Linked DNA regions of Bos taurus: region 1 is linked to region 2. A link is a contact called in public Hi-C data. All regions are on one chromosome and are shown on one strand. The core of a region is the stretch at or near the end of the contact, and the rest is flanking DNA. Distances in the headings are between cores, read along the strand shown.

What was found. Hi-C and Micro-C count contacts between places; a contact is called where the count stands out from the background.
Region 1: a Hi-C map of an unstated tissue shows a contact between it and region 2, with 4 times the contacts expected there. The contact joins two enhancer-like sites. A contact is called at or near these places in 4 of 11 Hi-C or Micro-C datasets (liver, skeletal muscle, skin fibroblasts and 1 more).

The regions. Positions count from the first base shown.
Region 1 is chr11:30,720,190-30,727,258 of ARS-UCD2.0, forward strand. No RefSeq gene overlaps it. Among named protein-coding and RNA genes, the nearest start is that of PPP1R21, 28 kb to the right of the region's middle. Within about 2 kb of position 1,897, at least 9 of the 102 cell types and tissues checked have an H3K27ac peak or open chromatin away from gene starts, as enhancers often do.
Region 2 is chr11:30,475,726-30,482,727 of ARS-UCD2.0, forward strand. No RefSeq gene overlaps it. Among named protein-coding and RNA genes, the nearest start is that of TRNAC-GCA, 130 kb to the right of the region's middle. Within about 2 kb of position 5,071, at least 44 of the 102 cell types and tissues checked have an H3K27ac peak or open chromatin away from gene starts, as enhancers often do.

The DNA.
Region 1 (7,069 bases), core at 647-3,146, 240 kb after region 2:
ACTACCCAGAAATAAAAAGAAACAAACTGCTGATATTAGTAACAGTGTAGATGAAAATAGTCTCAAAAGAATTCACACTATGTGATTCCATTTACATGGAACTTTAGAAAAAAGTAATTGGCTTCCTTGGTGGCTCAGTGGTAAAGAATCCACCTGCCAACGCAGGAGATGTGACTTCAGTCTCTGGTCCAGGAAGACCCCCTGGAGAAAGAAATGGCAACCCATTCCAGTGTTCTTTCCTGCAGAACTCCACGGACAGAGAAGCCTGGTGGGCTACAGTCCACGGAGTGCCAAAGAGTCCGACACGACTTCACGACTGAACAATAGCAATGGAATCTATAGTGAAAGAAAGTAGATCCATATACCTCCGACTGGCAGGCAGGCAGGGTGGGTGGAGTGAGAGCTAAGAAACATACAGTGTCAAGAGAAAAGCTCCTTGACATTCTAATTTCTTTTTTGCAAACCAAAAATAAGTTGTCCTATTTGAACTGCAGAGTAAGGGAGCTAATAAAAATTTGTTAGTAAGGAGCAAATGAGAAGTTAAATTCAACAGCTTCAGAGCTGAGAGTTGAATAAAAACCCTTCAAATCAGACAGGTGGCTCCCCTACAGAATATGAGATAGATTGGAGAGAAAGATATTCTCTGGGGAGGGTTGGGTGGGTATGGAAAATCACTTGCTGGGAGTTCAATGGCTTTTTAATTTTTTTTAAGAGCTACCTGAATCTGATTTAGTAATCTATGAAGGGTATTACCTGAAATGTTACAACTACTTACTATTTTCTGCTTGACAGACTTGGCAACTACTAAATCAAACATTTAGATAGCTTATTTCATTTAATTCTTACATCACATCACGAGGTTAATGTTGTTGTTGCTGTGTTCAGTCGCTAAGTTGCGTCCAACTCTTCTGTGACCCCATGAACTGTAGCCCGCCAGGCTCTGTCCAGTGGGATTCTCCAGGCAAGAATACTGGAGTGGGTTTCCATTTCCTCCTCCAGGGGATCTTCCCGACTTAGGGATCGAACCTGTATTTCCTGTATCTTCTGCATTGGCAGGCAGATTCTTTACAACAGAGCCACCTGGGAAGCCAAGGAGCCTGGTGGGCTACAGCCCATGGGGTCGCAAAGAGTTGGACACGACTGAGCGACTTCACTTTCACTTTTCACTTTCATGAACTGGAGAAGGAAATGGCACCCCACTCCAGTGGAGAATCCCAGGGACGGGGGAGTCTGGTGGGCTGCCGTCTATGGGGTCACACAGAGTCGGACACAACTGAAGCGACTTAGTAGCAGCAGTAGTTCCTAAACTTGTGCTTTAACTGGCAGGTTTTACCGCCTCCAGTTTACAGAACTAATCACACACAAGAAGAATGCTTGGCCTTTTCTTCATTTATTCAACAAACCTTTGCCTAGGCCTCATGGTTTGGCAGTAAGCAAAACAGATGAAAGTCTCTCTGCCCTCATGGAGCTTACATTCTAGTGGGAGGAGACTAGCAAAATAAAAACTTGAAATAAAATACTGAAAGTGATAAGTGCTATGAAGAAAAACAGGTAAGGAAGGGGCAAGGTGACAATTGCTGTATGATCAGGCCCCTTAAGATGGCTATTCTCCTGCTCCCTTGTACATCCTGCTGCTTGACGAGTGCCTGCTTCACCTGCCCCAGTCACATGACTGACCTTCCTACATACTTGCCCCCGGCCCCTGCAATCACGGCTAGTGATTGTTCTAACCATCAGATCAGATTATCTCCACTAGGATAGCTTATCAAAGGGGCAAGAGGAGCATGCCCCTTGGCTAGTTTCCCTGGTAACCAGTGCGTCAACATGATGTCAGTTACCCCGTAACTGGTAACCTCACCCTTCCACCGGGAGCGAAGAATTCCACCATGTCCAGCTAGTCACCTGCCGCACACAGTGGGAAGTCGCTCCAGGACCTTGTTTCAGACAGGTAACCTCCCCATCTATTAAACCAGTGGTATCTGTTGCTGACTCAGAGCTCTTCAGTCTTGAAGCTAGGCAAGTCCAGGACTTGCAGGCCACCTTTTAGATGGGGAGGACCTCTTACCTAGGTGGCTCTAAGCAGAGATTAGAACGCTGTGCAGGAGTGACACACACAAGTCTCCGGAGGAAAGGAACAGTGAAGGCTAAATTAGAGGCTGCAGCTCTTTGATGTTTTTACAGCATTAGCAAGAAGAATAGCTATTTGCCTGGAGCGTCCCTTACAAAGGAAAGACTGGTAGGAGGTGAGGCCTGCAAAGTATTTAGGTCCCAGGGGCCAGGTCTTAACAGAGTTCTGGGGCTACCATGGTAAGAACTTAGAATCCAAGATCTAGAAGCAGTGGAATCAAATTGCATTTTCTAAGGATGGCTACCACACCTTGAGATTTGGAGAGTGTCCATAGCAAATTTTTAATACAATACAAATTAAAAAATTATTAATCAAATATCTCTGACAAACAGGACATCTCTACACTATCACCTTTTACAGTTACCCTTCCAGCTAAAATAACTCCAAAACCAAGAAATGTACATAACCTTATTGTTCAGTTGCTCCTGACTCTTTGTGACCCCATGGACTGCAGCATGCCAGGCTTCCCTGTCTGCCACATCTGCTGGAGTTTGCTCAAATTCATGTCCATTGAGTCAGTGATGCCATCCAACCATTTCATTCTCTGTCATCCCCTTCTCCTCCTGCCTTCAGTCTTGCCCAGCATCAGGGTCTTTTCCAGTGAGTTGGCTGTTTGCATCAAGTGGCCAAAGTATAGGAGCTTCAGCTTCAGCATCAGTCCTTCCAATGAATATTCAGGGGGTATAAAATCTACGCAGTTAAGAAAGAAGTGGTATTTCTCTAAACTGCTACATATATTACAGTATCTTATGAATAAGTTTCATGGGTAAAAATATTACTTCTTCTCATTAGTATAAAGGTCAGGCTACATTACTGCAAAGTCTATTAAAATATATATTTACTAGATTTAAGTGTAATTGGTTCTAAACCATCCACATTTTTTATGGCATTAAGGGAATAGAGAAGAATAATCTTAGAATCAGCCTGTCTGAGGGGTTTTTGCAACACCTAACTCACTATTGTTTCCAAGCAAAGAAACTCTAAGAACTAAGACATTAATTAACACTCTAAGAACCCAGACATTTGGTATCTTTCTGGTCAAATGAGCAAGAACTGTGTTGCAGCAGACTCTGCTCCTCAGATCTGTTAAGATTTCACTTACAAGAACTCCCACCCACTTTCTGCTTGCACTTACACACCAATCTGAATTCTTAGAGAAAATTATATTACAAATGAAATTGGTTTTTCCTGAATTTATATTGTTTGATGATAATTCTGAGATGAAGTGTTTCCTTGTAACCTGATTCTGTGTAAATACTCTCTCTCCCTTCTTTTAAATAAATTCTCCCCAGGAATGTATGGTCAGCTTTAATTCACTCTAAGAAAAATGTTGATTATTCAAATAAGAAATTGCAATCTTCAAATACTTGCAGACAGCTCTTGGGAGAGGCAGTCGTGTATTTACACATTTTAGCTGACACACTACAGATTCTTTATCAGTGCAGGTAAAAGCAGGACCATATATAATTTATTAGTACTCTCTCTCTAATTGCTTTCCAGGAGAATTACAGAAAGGAATTCTCACTCTCTGTTTCCCCAGGAGAGGCTTGCCTTTGTTACAGCTTAACTCTAAGCTTTATATGGAATTGCAACTTTCGAAATAGAGCATTAATTGGAAGTAATTATCCAATTATAACAGCTGTGACTATGCTATATACCAAATATTTACCAAGAAAAGAACACATTTAACAGATGATTTAATATAGCAGTCTGGCATAATGAATCTGCAACCGACACTCCAGTCATATAGCTAATGTCTTCAATGGCTGAAATATTCAGGAGTACACACATAGCTCAAGTCAGTGCAAAAAACAAAGACTTATCAAGCTTGATTTTCAAAGCAGTGCAAATGCGTGATGTAAATTTTTAAAAGTGATCAAAGAACTTATGTTTGTTTATTATCTAAAATGTGTGAGAGTTTTCCAACTGCTTGATTTTAAAAGTAGGTGTGCTTTCAAGTTTAATCGACTTTCAAAAAACTTTTTTGGTGTCTGGTGTATGTGCGCTGAAGGAGTATTACAGGGCTGTCCTTGAAACTGATGCTTTGAAACTTCTTCAGGTACTTTTCAGATAAGCACCCAGAAGACTCTGCCTTGTGTGAAATTCCACACTGCAACCAATGGTGTGATAATGAGCTCCCGGGTACTCATTTTCTGCCTGTAATCTGTTCAGCTTTTCAAGTGCTGACCAAGTGCATGGGGGAGAAAAGACTTCATGGGGGGACAGTGTTGGTTAAATGGATGGGAAGATAATCTATACACTATCAAGGAATATCTTTATGGGTAAAAATTCACTACTAACACCTGCAAAATTGGCTCGGCAAGAAAAGAGGAAAATGTTTCGTCCAATTTGTTGGCTCTATATTAAAGAAACAAAACAAAGGAACCAAAACCCTTGGCCACCAACTCTTGAGTTATCTCATTGGTGCTGTCTTGACAAAGAGACGCCGTTCCTCTCTGGGCTATGATGTCAGCTTTGTCCAATCATAACCTTCCTTATGAGAGTGGGGGATAATTCTCTGGAGACAAGGTGAGTGACAGCAGCAAGCAACGCAGCAGTCACTAGGCAACAAGATCAGCCTTCAGTGGAAGAGAATTTTCAAACACTTAACCCTCACGCTGTCAGGGCTTCTTGTTGCTGATATGGCAATGATCTCTGGACAAAAGGCCTAATAAGAATATGACAGCTTTTTTTTTAAAGCTGTGTCTCTAAGGGCAATGAGAGGAAACTTCCTATTTAGACCAAGGACCTTACTTGGTTTAAAAAGACTGGTAAATTTGGAATTTTTTCCCCAGGGGTCATGATTTAACTCATATGATTATCTCCTTGGTGTCTTCAGACTTTATACTCTCTTGCTCACTGTAAGCCAGGCTGTCACACAGGTGTGTGGTCAGTGCCCAACACAAAACCCAGGGAATGAGTGGAGCTAAAATCAGCCTAGCTTCCATGTGTCCGCACACACTCTTGTTGAAGTATTCTCAAGAAATGAGTCTTTATCTGATTTGTTGCCCTGTGGGGGAGCCATTTTGTAATTTGTCTGCCTGGAGTGGTACTTTTTCCTGATGTGCACAGAGTTGCTCTCTGAGTTCTTGGGTGGGGGACTTTGCAAGTATATCTTATTTCTCCAAACAGAAAGTTCTTCAAGACTGTCGCTCCTCTTTTGCACTTGACTCTGCTAGAGAATTCAGCATAGGGCTTGACAGACCCACATGTGAACTGGTGGTATTGCTTCCAAACTAGATTTCCAGAATCATCTTGTTCAGACTGCTTCCCAGACAAGCAAATTCTTTTTTAATTTCTCTCATGAAACTAATCTTTTGTTAATTTGAGAGCTCTAGTTGTTTAACATTTTTTCTGCCCCCCCCACCCCGCCCCCTTTATACAGTATAATGATTTCCTTAGGAAGAGAAATCTTTTTGGAGAAGGAAACGGCAACCCACTCCAGTGTTCTTGCCTGGAGAATCCCAGGGACAGGAGAGCCTGGTGGGCTGCCGTCTGTGGGGTCGCACAGAGTCGGACACGACTGAAGCGACTTAGCAGCAGCAGCAGCAGAGTTGATTTACAGTGTTGTATGATTTACAGTGTTATCATTTCTGCTATACAGTAAAGTGATTCAGTTATACATATATATATATATATATACTTTTTCATTATGGTTTATTACAGGATATTGAATACATTAATAGTTTCCTGCACTGTGCAATAGGACTTTGTTGTTTATTCATTCTATATGTAATAGTTTGCATCTGCTAATTCTAAACTCCCAATCCAACCCTCCCCTACCCGCTTCCCCCTGGGCTGTTCTCTATGTCTCTGAGTCTATTTTTGTTTCATAGATAAGTTCATTTGTATTGTCTTTTAGATTCCACAGATAAGTGACATCACATGGCCTTTCTCTTTTTCTTTCTGACTTACTTCACTTAGTATGATAATCTTTGGGTTCATCCATGTAGCTGCAAATGGCATTTTTTCCATTCTTTTTTATGGCTTAGTAAATATATTCCATTGTGTGTGTATACACACACACACACACACACACACACACACCATCTTCTTTATCTGTCGATGGACGTTTAGGTTGTTTGAGACGTTCCCGTGTCTTGGCTATTACAAATGGTGTTTCTGTGAACATATTTTGAATTATAGTTTTGTCCAGATATATGCCCAGGAGTGGGATTGCTGGATCATATGGTAGCTCTATTTTCTAGTTTTTTGAGAAACCTCCATACTGTTTTCCATAGTGGCTGCACCAATTTGCATTCCCACCAACAGTGTCGGAGGATTCCCTTTTCTCCATATTTTCTCCTGTATTTGTCATTTGCAGACTTTTTCATGTTGGCCATTCTGATTGGTATGAGGTGGTACTTCATTGTAGTCTTGATTTGCATTTCTCTAATAATTAGTGATTCTGTGCATCTTTTCATGGGCCTATGGGCCACCCGTCTCCTGTCTTCTCTGGAGAAATGTCTATTTAGGTCTTCTGTCCATTTTTCGATTGGGTTGTTTGTGGTTTTTGTTATTGAGTTATATGAGCTGTTTGTATATTTTGTAAATTGATCCCTTGTCAGTCACATCATTTGCAAGTATTTTCTCCTAGTCCATATGCTGTATTTTTGTTTTGTTTATGGTAGCAAAGGAAACCATAAACAAAACAAAAATACAAATGCTTATAGGTTTGATTAGGTCCCATTTGTTTATTTTTGCTTTTATTTCTATTGTCTTGAACTAAGAAAACCTTGATATAATTTATATCAGAGAATTTTTTGCCTGCGTTCTCTTCTAGGAGCATTATGGTGTCATGTCTTACATTTAAACTTTTAAGCCATTTGGAATTTATTTTTGTGTATGCTCTGAGGGTGTGTTCTAACTTCATTGATTTACATGCAGCTGTCCAATTCGCCCAACACCCCTTGCTGAAGAGACTGTCTTTTCCCCATTGTA
Region 2 (7,002 bases), core at 3,821-6,320:
TAAAACAGTTTTATGCAGAATATTGGTAATAGGACAGTTTTTTTTAACTCTGGCTAGTTGGGTATTCATGTGGAAACATTTTAAATTGGATCCCTACCTCACACCATACACAAAAGCTAGTTCCATGTGGATTATACACCAATATGCGAAAGGAAAACCAGTAAAATTGTAGGAGATAACATGCAATAATATTATAAAATATCAAATATCATTAGAAAAATATTATTAGAAAAGGCCCTGAGGCTGTGAAAGATTGAAGGCAGGAGGAGAAGGGGATGACAGAGGATGACATGGTTGGATGGCATCATTGACTCAATGGACCTGAGTTTGAGCAAGCTCTGGGAGAAGGTGAAGGACAGGGAAGCCTGGAGTGCTGCAGTCCATGGGGTTGCAAAGAGTTGGACACAACTTGGTGACTGAACAATAATAATATCAAAAAAATCTTCATGACCTTGAAAATATCTTAAACAAGGTATCTTGAATATGAAACAGAAGCACCAATCATTACAAGAAAGGATTGAAACTTGTGACCACATTGTTTTGGCCACACCGCACAGCATTCAGGGATCTTAGCTGCCATGATTAGGGACTGAACCTGTGCCCCCTGCAGTGGAAGTGCAGAGTCTTATCCACTGGACCACCAGAGAAGTCCCTTGACTACATTTAAATTAGGAACTTTCTGTTTACTGTAAGATACTATAAAGAAAGAGAAACCACAGTTCATAAAATAGGAGAAGATATTCCCAACATGTTCTGCTGACAAAGGCCCTGGATCTAGAATACATATGTCAGTTCAGTCAGTTCAGTCGCTCAGTTGTGTCCGACTCTTTGTGACCCCATGAATCACAGCACTCCAGGCCTCCCTGTCCATCACCAACTCCTGGAGTTCACTCAAACTCATGTCCATCGAGTTGGTGATGCCATCCAGCCATCTCATCCTCTGTCGTCCCCTTCTCCTCTTGCCCTCAATCCCTCCCAGCATCAGGGTCTTTTCCAATGAGTCAACTTACTTTTCGCATGAGGTAGCCAAAGTATTGGAGTTTCAGCTTCAGCATCAGTCCTTCCAATGAACACCCAGGACTGATCTCCTTTAGGATGGCCTGGTTCGATCTCCTTGTAGTCCAAGGGACTCTCAAGAGTCTTCTCCAACACCACAGTTCAAAAGATTAATAAGAAATGGACAACAAAAAGAAGAAAGGACTTTGGCACCTCTCAAAAGTGGAAGAACACATAGTTAATAAATAAATTAAAAAGCAGCCATCACATTGATATAGAAGGAGATACAAATTAAAACCACAATGAAAATCTATCACAGAGGCATCAGTTTGGCAAAAATTAAGAGGCCTCACAATACAAAGTACTTGCAAGGATATGAAGTAATGGGAACTTTTTTCTATGGCTTATGGGAGTGTAAATAGTTAGAATTTTTAAAAAACACTTTGGTAGAGTACAGTAAAGCTGAAGATATGCAAATATTATGAACCAGTCATTTCACTTCTAAATGTATATGCTAGAGAATTGTATAAACATAAATATCAGGAAATGTGTATAGGAATAGCTATACTGGCAACATTATTCCCAAACAGCCTAAACTGGAGTCAACCGCAAATTCCCAACAACAATTGAATAAACAAATTGTGGCATATTTGTAGATTGAAATACTACACTCCAATGAAAACAAATGAACTACAGCTACATGAGACAGCAATCATAAAGCAATATTGAAAAAAAGAACAAGATGGAAAGGAACACACACATAGCACTTATATAAAATTCAAAACAGTCAAAACTATATTTTTAAAAGATGCTAATTTGTCAGAACTAAAAGACAAGGAAATGATTACTATGAAAGTCAGGATAATAGTTGTCTCTGGAGGGAAGGAGGGAGGGGGTTGTGATCAGGAAGAGACACATGGCATAAGGGCTTTGGGAATGCCAGCCAAGTTTTCCCTCTGGATCTGCACAGTGATTACATAATTGTACACTAGTTACTCAGTATATTGCATCTACATGTTATATGTGCTTTTCTTTGTTTCATGATCTCCAAAGTTAATGAAATGCATATATGCATATAGTTTTTGAAAACAGACATATATGTATTGCAAGATCCTGATTGGATTAATTTTTTCAGACACTGCATGGGACCAAATCAGAGCCAATCAAACACAAGTGCATCTTTTGATGAGAATTAGAGAAAAGAGACTTTTGCCCTTTTTCAGTGCCCTTTCCTACTCCAGAATAATTTGGACTTCCTATGGTGGCATTTCTTCCTCTACTGGCTGGTCTAGTTTAATCTAATCTAGTGTGGGCCAACCTAACGGGCTTAATATAAAAACAATCAATTGAACATCCATCTACTTTGTTCCCAATTTCTGGTCAGCTCTGCAGGAGATATAATACAAGGGATACAAAGATACAAAGATAAAATCCTTTTTGTTCAATGATCTGACAACCTAATTTTGGAAACAATAAAAACACATGAAATGAGCTATAGAGGTTGTGCGGGACCGAAAGGTAGCAACACACCTGTTAAAGGAAGAACATTTAGGAGCTAGCAAAATTCTGTCATCCCCGATCTTCTCAAATTCCTTCACAGCCAGCCTACCAGGAAAGGGGTGTGCTTGTCACCAAGACACAGATGCCTTAACTTGTGCAAATTCAAATTTACTTCAAAGTGGCACAAAAAGGGAAATATTAGAAATCAGAGTCTTGTGTCAAATAGAAATGAGTATAAACATTCACCAAAAGATAGTAATATGTGCTAGATCACTTGCATGAAGTACTTAGAGTAATCAAAATCACCCAGGGACATAAAATAGAATGATGGCTGCTAGGGGCTGGACACGACTGAGCGACTTCACTTTCATTTTCACTTTCATGCATTGGAGAAGGAAATGGCAACCCACTCCAGTGTTCTTGCCTGGAGAATCCCAGGGGCGGGAGAGCCTGATGGGCTGACATCTATGGGTTCACACAGAGTCGGACACAACTGAAGTGACTTAGCAGCAGTAGCAGCAGGGGCTGGAGGGGGAATGGAGAATTCATAGTATAGAATTTCAGTATTATACGATAACTTTTATGGAGATGGATGGCAGTGATGGTTGCACAAAATTATGTATTTATTAACTATTGAACTACATGCTACGTGGTCAAGATCATGGGTGTTAATTAGACTTACTGTGGTAATCATTTTGAAAATAAATACAAATATTGGATCATTATGTTGTCCATCTGAAACTAATATAATGCTATATGTCAATTACATCTTAATTTTGAGAAATGGTTAAGGTGGTAAATTTTATATGTATTTTACCACAATAACAATTATTGGGAAAAAGATAGCTACTACGAAGTTCAGAGAAGTATTGTTTATAATACTCGCCCCCAAATGGCCAATAATTGTAGAATGGATAACTTGTTGTATAGTCACACAGTGGAATTTCTTACAGTAAATAGAATAAACAAACTATTATTGCTACTGTGAAACATGATGTTTAATGAGAGATGCCAGATATGAAAGAGTACATATTATATGATTTCATTTATTTTAAGTGTAAGATAAAATAGGCAAAAGCTAACTTGCTCTCTTACAAGTGGGGCTGGTGTGCACCCTGGTGGGAGTAGGGGAGGTTAGTCACTGGAGGAGGGCTCTAGGATACTGGTTGTATTTGGCTCTCAGTCTGGGTGTTGGATGTTGGCCTCAAAATTCAACGGGCTTACACTGATGTCCACTTTGCAGTATATCAATTATACCTCAAAAGAAGTTAATACAGTAAGAAACTTTAAAATAAAAAAATCAGTTCCTATATAGGTTATATAACCCCTACTTTATTTTACAGATGTGGAAATTGAGGCTCAGAAAGGTTAAATGAAGTCATACGGTCACATGGTTGTCAAGAAACAGAAATGAAAATGACCAAGGTGTGGGGGCTGCAAGTTTTGCTCACTTTCGCCTATACCTCAGAGTAATTGCTTGTTATTTCCCTAGGAGAGTTCACAAGTTTCAGTTTGTGTTGTTTTTCAAGGGCAGAGTGGGAGTGGGGAATGGGAACCAGGGCAGAGGAAGCAGACTCCCGAGCAATACACGCAAAGCACCTAGCCTAGAGCCTGGCACATAGAAGAACCTTCATAAATGCTGTGTCCCCCACCTCTACCCCTTGCCTTTGCAGGGTAATAAAATGGAGAGAATGTCGAGAAGTGCTGGTGGCTCTGGAGCAGACAGTGCTCACCTCAGGACAAAGTGACCAGACTGGAGCCTGTCCCTGTCCATGGGAGAACCAAGCTCTGCTGCAGGTGGGTATGTGGAAGGAGGGCTTCAGATTTAGGCTCAAATTCCCTGCTGTTTGTAGGGCAAGTGAGAAGTAAGATCAGGAAGCGGGGGTAGAGACCCAGTTTGGGAAGGGGAATTCCCAACACCTCCATGGCCGAAAGTGTGTGTGTGTGTGTGCGCGCGCGTGAAAGAGGGTGGGCTCTTTTGTGTGCTCTCTGCTGCCATTCTTGCTGGTTGCTTTTTTCATGTTTCATGTCATCTGAGCAGGGCAGAATGAATGCATTGACTCCTGCTTAGACCCAAGACGACCCTGCGCTCTGAGTTCCTCAGCACTCTTAGAAACCTGTGTTTCTAAGATCTGGAAACCAGTATTGTTCCTTTAGTGATTCCCAGGTGGCTCAGAGTTAAAGAATCTGCTGACAGGGGAGACGCAGGTTCAATCCCTGGGTCAGGAAGATCCACCTGGAGGAGAAAATGGCAACTCACTCCAGTATTCTTGTGGGAAAATCCCATAGACAGAGGAGCACGGTGGGCTACAGACCGTGGGATCGCAAAGAGCCGAACACAACAGAGAGCGCGCGCAAACACACACACGAATACGCTCAGGCACACACGCACACATTGTTCTTTTAGCCAGAGGGGCAGTAAAGGTTTTCCCTCGAAGCGTCCCTACCAGTTATGGATTTCACATCATGACAGCGCCACCTAGTGGCTTCTTGTGGAAGTCCATCCCGCCCCCCCTCACTATTGGCTCTGGGAGCGAGGGGAGGAGTTTGGAAAGGTTCCAAACACTGCCCTTTATACACAGCTTCCAGGAGTCCTTGATCGCTACGCTGCCAGTTCTGAACAACTCAGCCCTTAATCACATCCTGTCCTGATTTGCCCTCTGTTTCATGTGTAATCATTTAAAATCATTTTGTCTATTCAGTTAGACTAAGGTTTAGAGGCTAGGGCTATTTGAATCAGATCGCTTTAGATTTGGATGGGAATTTAGTATCCTTTCATCTGACCCACACGTTTTTCAAACAGAAAAGGAAGATGTTTGAGGGGTGAAGGGAATTGCCCAGCAACTTAAAAATGAGGTTTGGACCAGAGCCCAGAGGTCTGAAGACTCCCAGATCAGTTCTATGGTATTTCTTTGTGTCACCCACAGGGCTTGCATACAGTAGGCACCTGGCGCAAATAGGTGCTCCACAGATCCTGCCTGACTGTTGTTCTCACAACCCTATTTGAAAAACGAAGTGAGTTTTCAGTTGTCATCTGGGCCAGCGCCCAGTTTTGTGCTTCTTGAGAGTTCTCATCAATTAAAGTGGTCACTCTCCCCGTAGCAAGCCACTGCCTTTTCCGTATAAGGCACACAGTGCGGGTTCAAGGGAAAAGGAAATGAAGAGGAGACACACACTTTAAAGCAGATGTCCCAATCCCACATCCATTCAGACCACACAGGCTTCGTGGGTTCTAACTCAAGGCTTCCCAAACTTTGATGTGCATCCAAATCTCCCAGGAATCTTGTTAAAACACATACTCTGATTCTGTAGGTCTTGAGTGGAAGCCGAGATTCTGCATTTCTAACAAGACCCTGGATGTTGTTGATGCTGACCTTTGAGGAGCAAGGAGCAAGGATACTCTGGACCCCCATCTGGTCTAGGGTGTCTTAGAGTGCCAGAAGCCCATGCTGAGCCTCTCCTTCCACTCAGCCCTGATGCAGTCCCTCAGACTTCAGACCTTGACTTCAAGAAAAAAGGAAAGGGCTGAAGCAATTGTGAGCGCCGGGACCCCTGGGTGAGTCGTTTCAAGTTCCTTTCCTGTCCCATTCCCCACTCCTCCCAAAGACCCTGCCTTCAGACAATCTGAAGAGGAAGGCAAGGTTGAACCACAGCAAAACATCTAACAGAAAGCTGGGGGTAGGCCTGCTGTTGACATGCCTCACAGTTTTCCTGAGGAACAGGCCTGCTTGGCTGCCATTTTATGTCTGGGTGCTATGACATCCCTGCAAGCCACAGAGTTCTCTTTTTAATATAAAAGATACTTTAATTTACATAGTTTAATTATAAAATATATATTATAGATTACACATATTTTAAATTTTAGTATTCTTTTGCTACCACTAAACATACTTCAAAAAATTCATGAGTGTTAAAGAAAGAAAGGAAATTAGAATTTACTGAGCTACTGTTAATGCTATATACTATTAATACCAATACTGTGGTGAGTATTTTCATGCACATTATTTCACTCCTCACAATGCCCCTGCTTGCATAGGTGTTATCACATCACTCTATCACTCTATTTTATAGATGAGGACACTGAAGCTCAAGGAGGTTGGATAACTTATCCAGGACCACCTAGCAGTGATAGAAACCCAGATAAATTTGATTGAAAACTTTCTTTTTATTATAATGATAGTAAATACTAATATTTGCATTGTGTTAAACCATGGACCAGACACTACTCTAAGCACATACATTAACTCGTACAATCTTCACATCAACTTATAAGGCAGGTAACTATAATTACTCCCATTTTACAGATGAAGAAACAGAGGCACAGATAGGCCAAATTTCTTGCCCAAGTTCATACAGCTAATAAGTGATGGTGCTGGGATATCAATTCAGGCAGCTTGACTCCAGAGTAGTACTCTCAATAATGCTGCTTATTGCCTGTCAATTTCCTATCAATTTCTTAAATCTCACAATTGAGTGGAAGTCACAGCCCCCATTGTTATGTCACCC